2 separate regions of the Macaca mulatta genome follow, and region 1 is linked to region 2. The links are chromatin contacts, called in public Hi-C maps. All regions are on one chromosome and are shown on one strand. The core of a region is the stretch at or near the end of the contact, and the rest is flanking DNA. Distances in the headings are between cores, read along the strand shown. Region 1 overlaps TCF4 (transcription factor 4). Region 2 has its middle 64 kb from the start of TXNL1.

The links. Hi-C and Micro-C count contacts between places; a contact is called where the count stands out from the background.
Region 1: a contact with region 2 is called in a Hi-C map of fetal cortex germinal zone, with 7 times the contacts expected there. The contact joins two enhancer-like sites. A contact is called at or near these places in 5 of 14 Hi-C or Micro-C datasets (fetal cortex germinal zone, fetal cortical plate, fibroblasts and 2 more).

What each region holds. Positions count from the first base shown.
Region 1 is chr18:25,762,539-25,767,075 of T2T-MMU8v2.0, reverse strand. TCF4 (transcription factor 4) reads right to left here. Exons shown (of 20, transcript XM_077975076.1): 18 at 2,280-2,509; 19 at 1,652-1,792; 20 at 1,194-1,448. The coding sequence ends at 1,656. Among named protein-coding and RNA genes, the nearest start is that of CCDC68, 270 kb to the left of the region's middle. Within about 2 kb of position 1,910, at least 6 of the 40 cell types and tissues checked have an H3K27ac peak or open chromatin away from gene starts, as enhancers often do.
Region 2 is chr18:24,428,793-24,433,090 of T2T-MMU8v2.0, reverse strand. No RefSeq gene overlaps it. Among named protein-coding and RNA genes, the nearest start is that of TXNL1, 64 kb to the right of the region's middle. Within about 2 kb of position 2,935, at least 8 of the 40 cell types and tissues checked have an H3K27ac peak or open chromatin away from gene starts, as enhancers often do.

The sequences.
Region 1 (4,537 bases), core at 661-3,160, 1.3 Mb before region 2:
TGCTTTAGGACTTATAAGGCTTGTTATAATGCTGCATGATGATTGAATATTGGCATTTTTCAGATGAAGGAGGAGGCAGTTAAGTCATCTACATTTTAGTAAACCCATTTTGAAAAAAAAAAATCAAGAAAGCAACAAAATCAATCAGCTCTGCCACACTACTTGCAATTTTCTCATTTGACGGTTTTTGAACTTTACTTGTTTTTTTTGTTTTTGTTTTTTTCCAAAAATCTGACCATGTATTCAGAAACGCCTCACTGCACACTACTTCGGCTACACAGGTAGGTAACACTTTAATCATTTTGTTAAATCACAGCCACTTTGATTATGTTATGTTTCCGATGATATAAACATTGGAAGGCACAGTGGTAACATTGTAGCATTCTAACCTTGTACCTCTGAAAATCCCAGAATAGGGTCACAAATGCAACATTACAATTCAGACAAACTCTTTTTGCCATGTCTTGGTAATGCTGCTTGTAATATCTACACATGATGTGACTTTTAAGTCCTGTGTTCCCAAAAGACTGGAGAAACAACTTTCTACTTATTTATGAATGAGAAGCAACATCAGGGTCAGCATTTCATCCTGCACTACCCCTCTGGAAGCAGAGTTGGCACTACAGGTTACGATAACAAACCAGGGAAAGGGACAGAAATAAGACAAAAAAAAAAATCCATATTTACAGTAAAATCTTTCTTTTAAAAAAGTTAATCAGTACTATTTTTTTACAGGAGAAAAAAGTCTGAAACAAATGAACAAAAGCTTACCATAGTCACTAAATTTTTAATATATATTTATATATATATTTATATATATATTTGTCATAGGTCTATAAGATCCATCTGTTCCTCCTACCCTAAGGAATGGCTAATGTCATCACTTCGTTGTCATCAGGACGTTTGCTGGTTTTGTTACTAGGGCAGCCGAGCTTCCCCTAATTCAATATCCAGTAATTATAAACACTAGCTGACTTGAATACCAACAAAAACGTTCATGTAGTTTTCTTCAGAAGTACACTTTTTCATTATTGCAAGTTTACAATTTTTTTTTTAAATTAAATATTTTTTTTCAGACTTACAAATTAATTATATTTTTTTTTTTTCCAAAAGAAGTTTAGGCACAAATGCATTGTTCCACAGTGTGGAAAGATTGCCGTTCAGTCTCTGGGCTGTGTCTCAGCCTGTACATACTGCTTTGCACATTCTGAATGATATGTTAAAGAAAGTCGTCCCTCAAGTTGCACTTTTTTCTTTCTTTTTTTTGTTTTTCTGTTTTTTGATAATTGGGAATGCTGAAACCTCTTGCGTCTGCGATTCATAACTACTCAGACTTGTCTTATATTACAAAAAAGGGGGTTAAGGAGAAGTGTTTATGTGGGTTTAAGATAATACAGCTGTTAAGGAAGTGGTCTCTTGTTTTAATGAAGCAATGTGGCAACTTGGACCTGAGAAAGGAAAAAAGAGAAAAAAAATTCATTAATATATTTGTAACAGAGGAAGTGTGCTGCTGCTTTTTTTTTTTTTTTTTTTTTAATTCTTTTTCCATGAAAGAAAGTATCTGTCAATTTGGGTAAAATTCACTTTTATAGCTGATACACTGGTGACAGTTACGAATGATCGGTTTCAGAAATGTTGAAAACAAACTTGCCCTTTTACATCTGTCCCATGTGATTCGATGCATCTCCCATTCCAGGGTGTGGGCCGGCCAAGGAGAGTGGGGGAGGCTCTGAGGACACCTTCTCTTCCTCCCTTCTTTTCAGACATGCAGCTTTCGGATTCAGATTCCTTTCTGTGGAGGATTAAAGCACAGGACCTTTGTTTAATGCTGAGGCTTCTGGCAGAGGGCAGCAATGCACTCTTCTTGCGTGTCTGACCTTTTTCTCAGTGTTTATATTACAGAACAAAAGGAACAGTTACTACGTACTGTGGCGATCCATTTGGTCAGTCACTAGTAAAAGCTGAACTGCATGTGAGTGTGTACAGCCACTTTACAGCAAGCAAAGGTTGGTAAAGCAAATAAACTAAGCTCCAATTACTGAAAGGATATAGGGAAAGTTGCAATATAATCTTAGTTATAAGAATCCTACAACTTAATTACAGGAGAAAGGGATGCTGCCTTACTTAAGGATTTAGACACAGTCTGCAATGGAAACAATTCTTTGGAATGACGCTTGAAGGTCTACTGTCTGCCACTGCTCAAGGCTGGCATGCCCATCTCAGCTTGTGCCTGCCACAAGCTCCTCATGAGTTCTGCAAGGAGGCCGGCCTGCACTGACCTCGGACTTGCTGCTCCAGACTGAGGATGACCGCCACCGCCTGGTGGAGGATCAGGAGCTTGGTCTGGGGCTTGTCACTCTTGAGGTGGAGCTGCACCATGCGGCCGAGCTCTTTGAAAGCCTCGTTGATGTCACGGACCCGCAGGCGCTCTCGGGCGTTGTTGGCCATTCTCCGCTCCTTCTCACGCTCCGCCTTCTGCTCCGGTGTCAGGTCCTCATCGTCATTATTGCTGTGGGACAAAAGGGATGCAACATTTTCTAATGGTGTGGGGAAAAAGAAGGTGTCTACATTGTTTTCTTCCAGAGTTTTCAGGGAACTTTTCCATCTTATGCCATGTCTTTGGCAGAATTTTTATATCCACTGGACCTTGCGACTTGGCTGTGACAGTTCACAATACACAAGATACTTGGTTTTCTCACAGACATTAAACCCAAACCAAACAGGTGAGAGTGACGTAGATTAAAGTTAGAGTGCGGAGTGTGCCCATACTGATACAGGGGGGCAGAAAGGAGAAACAAAGCTTTTTTTATTCAATGGGGTTACACTCTGCAAAGCAGGCGTTCACCAACTTACGCTTAGCATATGCTGCATAACCATGCTTCAAAAAGACTTTATGTTTATACTTCATTTTTTTAATATAGAGAAAACCTTTCATACCGTGACATCTGAAACCTAGGGGAAACAAGTAATTGAAAAATGATTTTGATAGGTCAAAAAAATACAAGGCAGCTTAACAGGAGTAAGAAGAAAGGCCTATATGTAAGACACCAGAGCAGTGGGAGTGAAGACAGTGAGGCTTTTTTCCAGGTATCCCCATTACCTTGCTTTGAAGGCCTGGTCAACCCACTATGTAATTCTCATTTTCTCTATGTATGAAATAAAAGGTTAGGAAAACATGACTTCCATGGTCTTTAATCTTATAGATGTTTATGATCCCCAGAACAAGTTTGGGAAACCTGAATTGATATCAGCCATACAAAACGATTAAAAAAACCAAACACCTACAGCTTATGAATGATATTGACCTCACTGTGAGTCAAAAATGAAGCCAGAAAGCTGGGTGCAGTGGCTCATGCCTGTAATCCCAGCCTGGACAATATAGTGAGACCTCTTCTCTATAAAAAATAAAAAAATTAGCTGGGCACAGCGATGCACACCTGTAGTCTCAGCTACTCAGGAGGCTGAGGTGGGAGGCTCACTTGAATCTAGTAGGTGGAGGCTGTAGTGAGCTGTGATAAGGCCACTGCACTCCAGCCTGGGCAACAGAGCCAGACTCTGTCTTTTACCAAACCAAAAAAAAAAAAAAAAAAAAAAAAGACAAACACTAATTTCTGATTGTGAAAACGAAAATATTCCATGATTCATAACAAAGACATGGCTGGGCCCAGAATAGTCTGAAAAGATAAGATTGGTTCTGTCCATTTCTGGGTGTCACAGTGACAAATTAGAAACTTCTGAATGGAAGGCAAAGAGGATGATGAACCACCTGGAAAGCATATCATATGAGGAAACCTTCATGGCAGCACGGCTCAAATATTCCAAGAGCTATCATGTAAAAAAGAGAGATGTGCACAATGTCTTGTCTCAAGAAGGCAGAACGGCATGTGCTACAAAGCTCCGAATGACTATTATGAATAAACGTAAGTGAGGATTTTCGGGGGGCTTATGAGAGATACAAAAAATGAAACAAACTTCACTGAACATCAGTAGACTTCCCATCACAAGAAACTCCATGGAAGTGACTAACAACCTACGGGGTAATTTCACACATCAGAAATGTTCACAGAATAAAGATGATTAATCACAACATTTTGGAGTTGGAAGATGTGGGAAATTATCTAGTCAATTCAATGTATACTTAATGAATGCTGGTTTAAAATTTATGACTCTGGTCTTCCATTTTGGAGAATCTCTGGGTAACTTCCAAGTGGCAATAAGGACCAACTACACTTGAGAAGCTCCAATCAACCAAAAGTGAGAGTGGTATTCCTGGGTTGCAAGTACACGTTACACATAAAGATGATGCACGAGTCAAGAACACTTGGGTGAAGGAGAAAAGTTAGGGGCAAGGAGGATGACACCACAGAAGGACGCTGTAAGACCAGGCTCCTCTCTCTCCATAGCATAAGTGCCTTTCCAGAAGGCACTGTCTGCCATGGGTGTGTATGGTAAACAGGCAACTCAACTGAATCCACTGGAAAAGGCCCTCTTTCTCTGCCTTCTACCGATCCCTTCTCTGCCCTCATCCCCGACTGCT
Region 2 (4,298 bases), core at 1,686-4,185:
AGGTTGAGGTTGATAGCAATACCTGTCTGCAAGTTCTTGCAATAACAAATACTCAACAAATGGGGTTCGTTTTGTAGACCTAATCTTTGAAAACATAAGACCCACTGCGAGGGGGGGCAGTTATTACATTCAGCCCTTGGTAGTAAAATCATAAGAACCATTGATGTAGATGACGGCAATAGATCACATTTCCACTCCCACCCAGGCATCTCTGTTCATGATTCCCTGCAGGACCAGGTGGAGATGTGTGCCTGGGTCAGTATAAACCTCTCTGTGTTTCAAGCACACACCTTTGGGAAGGTGACAGTGTGGTGGGGGGACAGCAAACTGCCAGTCTAGAAAGCTGCTCCAGGCCTCAGTTTCTCATCTGTGAAATTAAGATATTGGCCTAGAGATCCATGGGATCCATCAGGGATCACCCCAGCTCTAAGCATCTATGATACTGTGGGGATGGAGATGAAAATGTTTCATTTAACATCTGGTCAAGAGTCCAAGTAAACAGGTGAGCAACTCTCTTGCATACCTAGAGAGTGTGAGCCTGACTAAATCCTTTCACTCTTGGAATGAGAAGGAAATAGTAAACCCACTTTCTATGCTAATCATGTGACATTTTACCAAACTCTGAGTTTAGAAAGATGTTAGAAAATCTGGCTTTTGTTGAATATATTTAGATCGATTGTATCAAGCCATGTTCCCTGATACATATTAGGATTGTACCTCAAGGTCTTGGGTAGCCTTAGGTCATATCTCAGCTGTGGTTCTTTTGTTAAGAGCAAGAAGTATGTGGAAATATTTTGTTTTGTTTTTATCAATCTCAGTAGCTCACGTGATGTCCTTCAAGAGCCAGCCATACTCTGGGGCTTATCGTCTTGGCAGAAAAAGCAACTGTCCAGAGGTCAAACAAGGGCCCGTTTCCTCCCCTACAAGCCAGCTGAGACCTTCCATTCCCAGACTGAGTTTCAGTTCTTTAGTTTCGCCTTAAGGCTTTGTTCCCTAATAAAATGCAACACACTGGAATGACTGTCACTCAAGTTACTCTCAGATTTACTTTACAAGGATGAGTTGAGATCAACTTTTAATGAGCAGAGGAGGGCCAAATAGACCATGTGTGCTTGGGGGAGAAGAGCTGTGTCCCTGGGATGGGACACAGCTTTTTGGAACCAGAGGCTAGAAGCACCAAAGCCGAACAGTTCCTTCTCACTGGTGCTTCCCAGGCAGAGCCTCACAAAACAGCACAATCATGGCAATTCCCCTGCGTGGCTTCTTTAAGAACCCTACTTTCCCTGGTTTAAGTAAACTCAAATATTTCATTAGTATTTCTGGAAGCACACATTTTCAACTCTTGCTGCTTTCTTGGCTGTTGATTGATTGTCATCACCATGTGTAGAATCATGGATCTAAGAATCCTTAGTGTCACTTAGTCCAGTTTCTTCCCCAAATAAAGCATCTCTTCTAGGATATCTCCCCCATTGATGGCCACTATGTAGGTGCTTGAACCTTTGCAGTAACAAGGACCTCATTGCTTCATAAGGCACTGTGTTACATGATGAACTATTATATTTTTGGGAAGTTCTTGTTATTGAATCAAACTTTTTCTCTTTAAACTTCAATTGATCATTTCTAGTCTCCCAGAATTACTTTGGTTAATGGATCTCAAAATCTAAATTCAAACATTGTCACCTAAGCATGAAGTCCTCCCCTTTTTTTGTTCCTCTCACTAGTCTAGTTTTATGAACAATCTTATGAAACTTTGATGACCACACAATCTGACAAGCCCATTCCTATTTCAAAAGGAAAGGAAGGCAGGGATCTACAAGCTAATGTCTCCAGAGCAGATCTTAGCACAATTCTGATTCTGCACCCAGCACATGACATTCTCCCTGGAGTTAATCCCAATGCCTACTTAATAGGTTAGCGTCCCAGCATTTAATACCTTATCACATTAAGAGTTTCTAACATCTCACTTAAAATTAATCCATAGGGTTTATTTTTGACATAAACTCAAAAGGAAATAGCTTCCCATCCAAATTAACTACAAAATTGGGAAAAAACTTTAAAAGTTTTTGTATTAGACTGTACGCGACTGCCTACTGTATTTAACTGGACTCTTCATGACATCTAGTGGCGAAATCTGGAAGAGTATCCAGTACTCTAAACGTGGCAGAAGGAGGGAAAACAATTCTTAATCCTATTTGATATTCACTCTTTGAATATTATGTTTTGTGAAATTGTAAACTGAATTCATCTTTCGATCCATTACAATAGTATACTCATTTTTATTTTAGGCATATCTGTGGCTTTATACCTTTTAAATTTGGGCTGACTTTGCAATCAATCACATCCATTTTTTCAGGGATGTCAGAAAGAACCACAGTGGTTTAGGGAGAAAAACAACATTCTGGATAAGCATAAATAACTACATTTTTAACTGGAAACATACCACAAAAATGTTTTGCATAACTGTATTCATCTTCAAATGTAGTTTTAAGACTCAATTCCTATGAAATCTGAGTCATTTATAGCTAACCTCGAATGTATTGTTATTCACAATTAGAAGCAGATAAATTTCACAGGCAGAGAAGCTGACAAGTCTTTAAGACTTCACACTTAGTTTTGCAGGAAGAGTTGAAGTTAATTAGAAGTGATTATACATACGTTGCATGTGTGTGTGTATTTGTGTTGTTGCACACAGACACCACAACGGCCTTGGGAAGGTTGCATTTTTTTATGTTTTAAAAATAAACATAATCTCCTTCCCATGTGTTGCTATAAGCCCAGTAAATCTAGGAAGCTCAGCAGGGTTGAACAAGGTCATTTCTCGTCAGGACTCCAAGGGGGAGCAGGAAGCAACCCTGTGCATCAGATGCTGGCATCCTAATCCCTGCTCAGCAAGAGCTTCCCAGGCATGTGGGACAGGTCGTGCCAGCGCCGACACACTGGCAGACCGAGGCTCTGACGCCAGCCACGCTCGGTATCAGCACTGCGGCTCCCTACCCACCGTGCCCCTGGAAGACGAAAATATATCCTCACTCTCGCAGTAAAGGCAGGATTCCAACTGAGTCTGCTCACTTCTTGGTTCTGGTAAACAGGAAAGTAGTCATGAAAAGATGCATCTAATCACTATCTCAGCATCAGGGAGGCTTTATTGATTTGGTTTTTGGTCGAATTTAAATATATGTTAAATAAATATATAAAGACATGTAAATAAATTATTTTGTTAAATTTAAGATATATATTTAAAACAAATGGGTAATAAATACATGTTTAAATTCAACAAAACCCAAAACAAATGGAGAAAAAATATATATAGATATATATCTCCATTGATCTTCTGCTATAGGGAAGAAACAGAACATATACCAAAAGACATTATAAACATGTGGGTAACAACAACTCCAGAATAATATGTAAGAAACAGAGAGTGGTGGTTCCCTGTGAGAAAGATCTGGAGACTAGAAGTGGGGTAGAGATATGGAGATGAGGAAATCATTTTTCTCTGTATACTTATACTCTTTGAAAACTAGCTGTATTGCCTAGTAAAGAAATGTATTTCAGCCAGGCGCGGTGGCTCACACCTGTAATCTTGGAACTTTGGGAGGCTGAGGCAGGTCAGGAGTTCGAGACCAGCCTGGCCAACATGGCAAAATCCTGTCTTTACTAAAATTACAAAAAAATTAGCCGGCTGTGGTGGTGTGCACCTGTAATCCCAGCTACTTGGGAGACTGAAGCAGGAGAATTGCTTGAACCCAGGAGAAAAAGGTTGTGGTTAGCTGAGATTGCACCACTGCACTCCAACCTGGGTAAGAGTGAGACTCCGTCTCAAAAAAAAAAAAAAAAAAAAAAAAAGTATTTCAATTTTAAGATACCATAAATAATTTGGCGCAAAATTTGTCCTCACCTTGGTGTGAGGTGATATAGGTCTTTGGATGTACGATTTTAAAAATTAATAAGGTGACTTCTGTTTTCTAGTTTAGAATATAAGGTGCTTAAAAGTCACCATTCTGGCTGGGTGTGGTGGCTCACACCTGTAATCCCAGCACTGTGGGAGGCCGAGGCGGGCAGATCACCTGAGGTCAGGAGTTCAAGACCAGACTGGCTAACATGGTGAAACCCCATCTCTACTAAAAATACAAAAATTAGCTGGGCAAGGTGGCACACACCTGTAATCCCAGACACTCAGGAGGCTGAAGCAGGAGAATCATTTGGATCCAGGAGGCAGAGGTTGCAGTGAGCAGAGATCGTACCATCGTGCTCCAACCTGGGCGACTTCTCAAAAAAAAAAAAGTTACCATTCCATC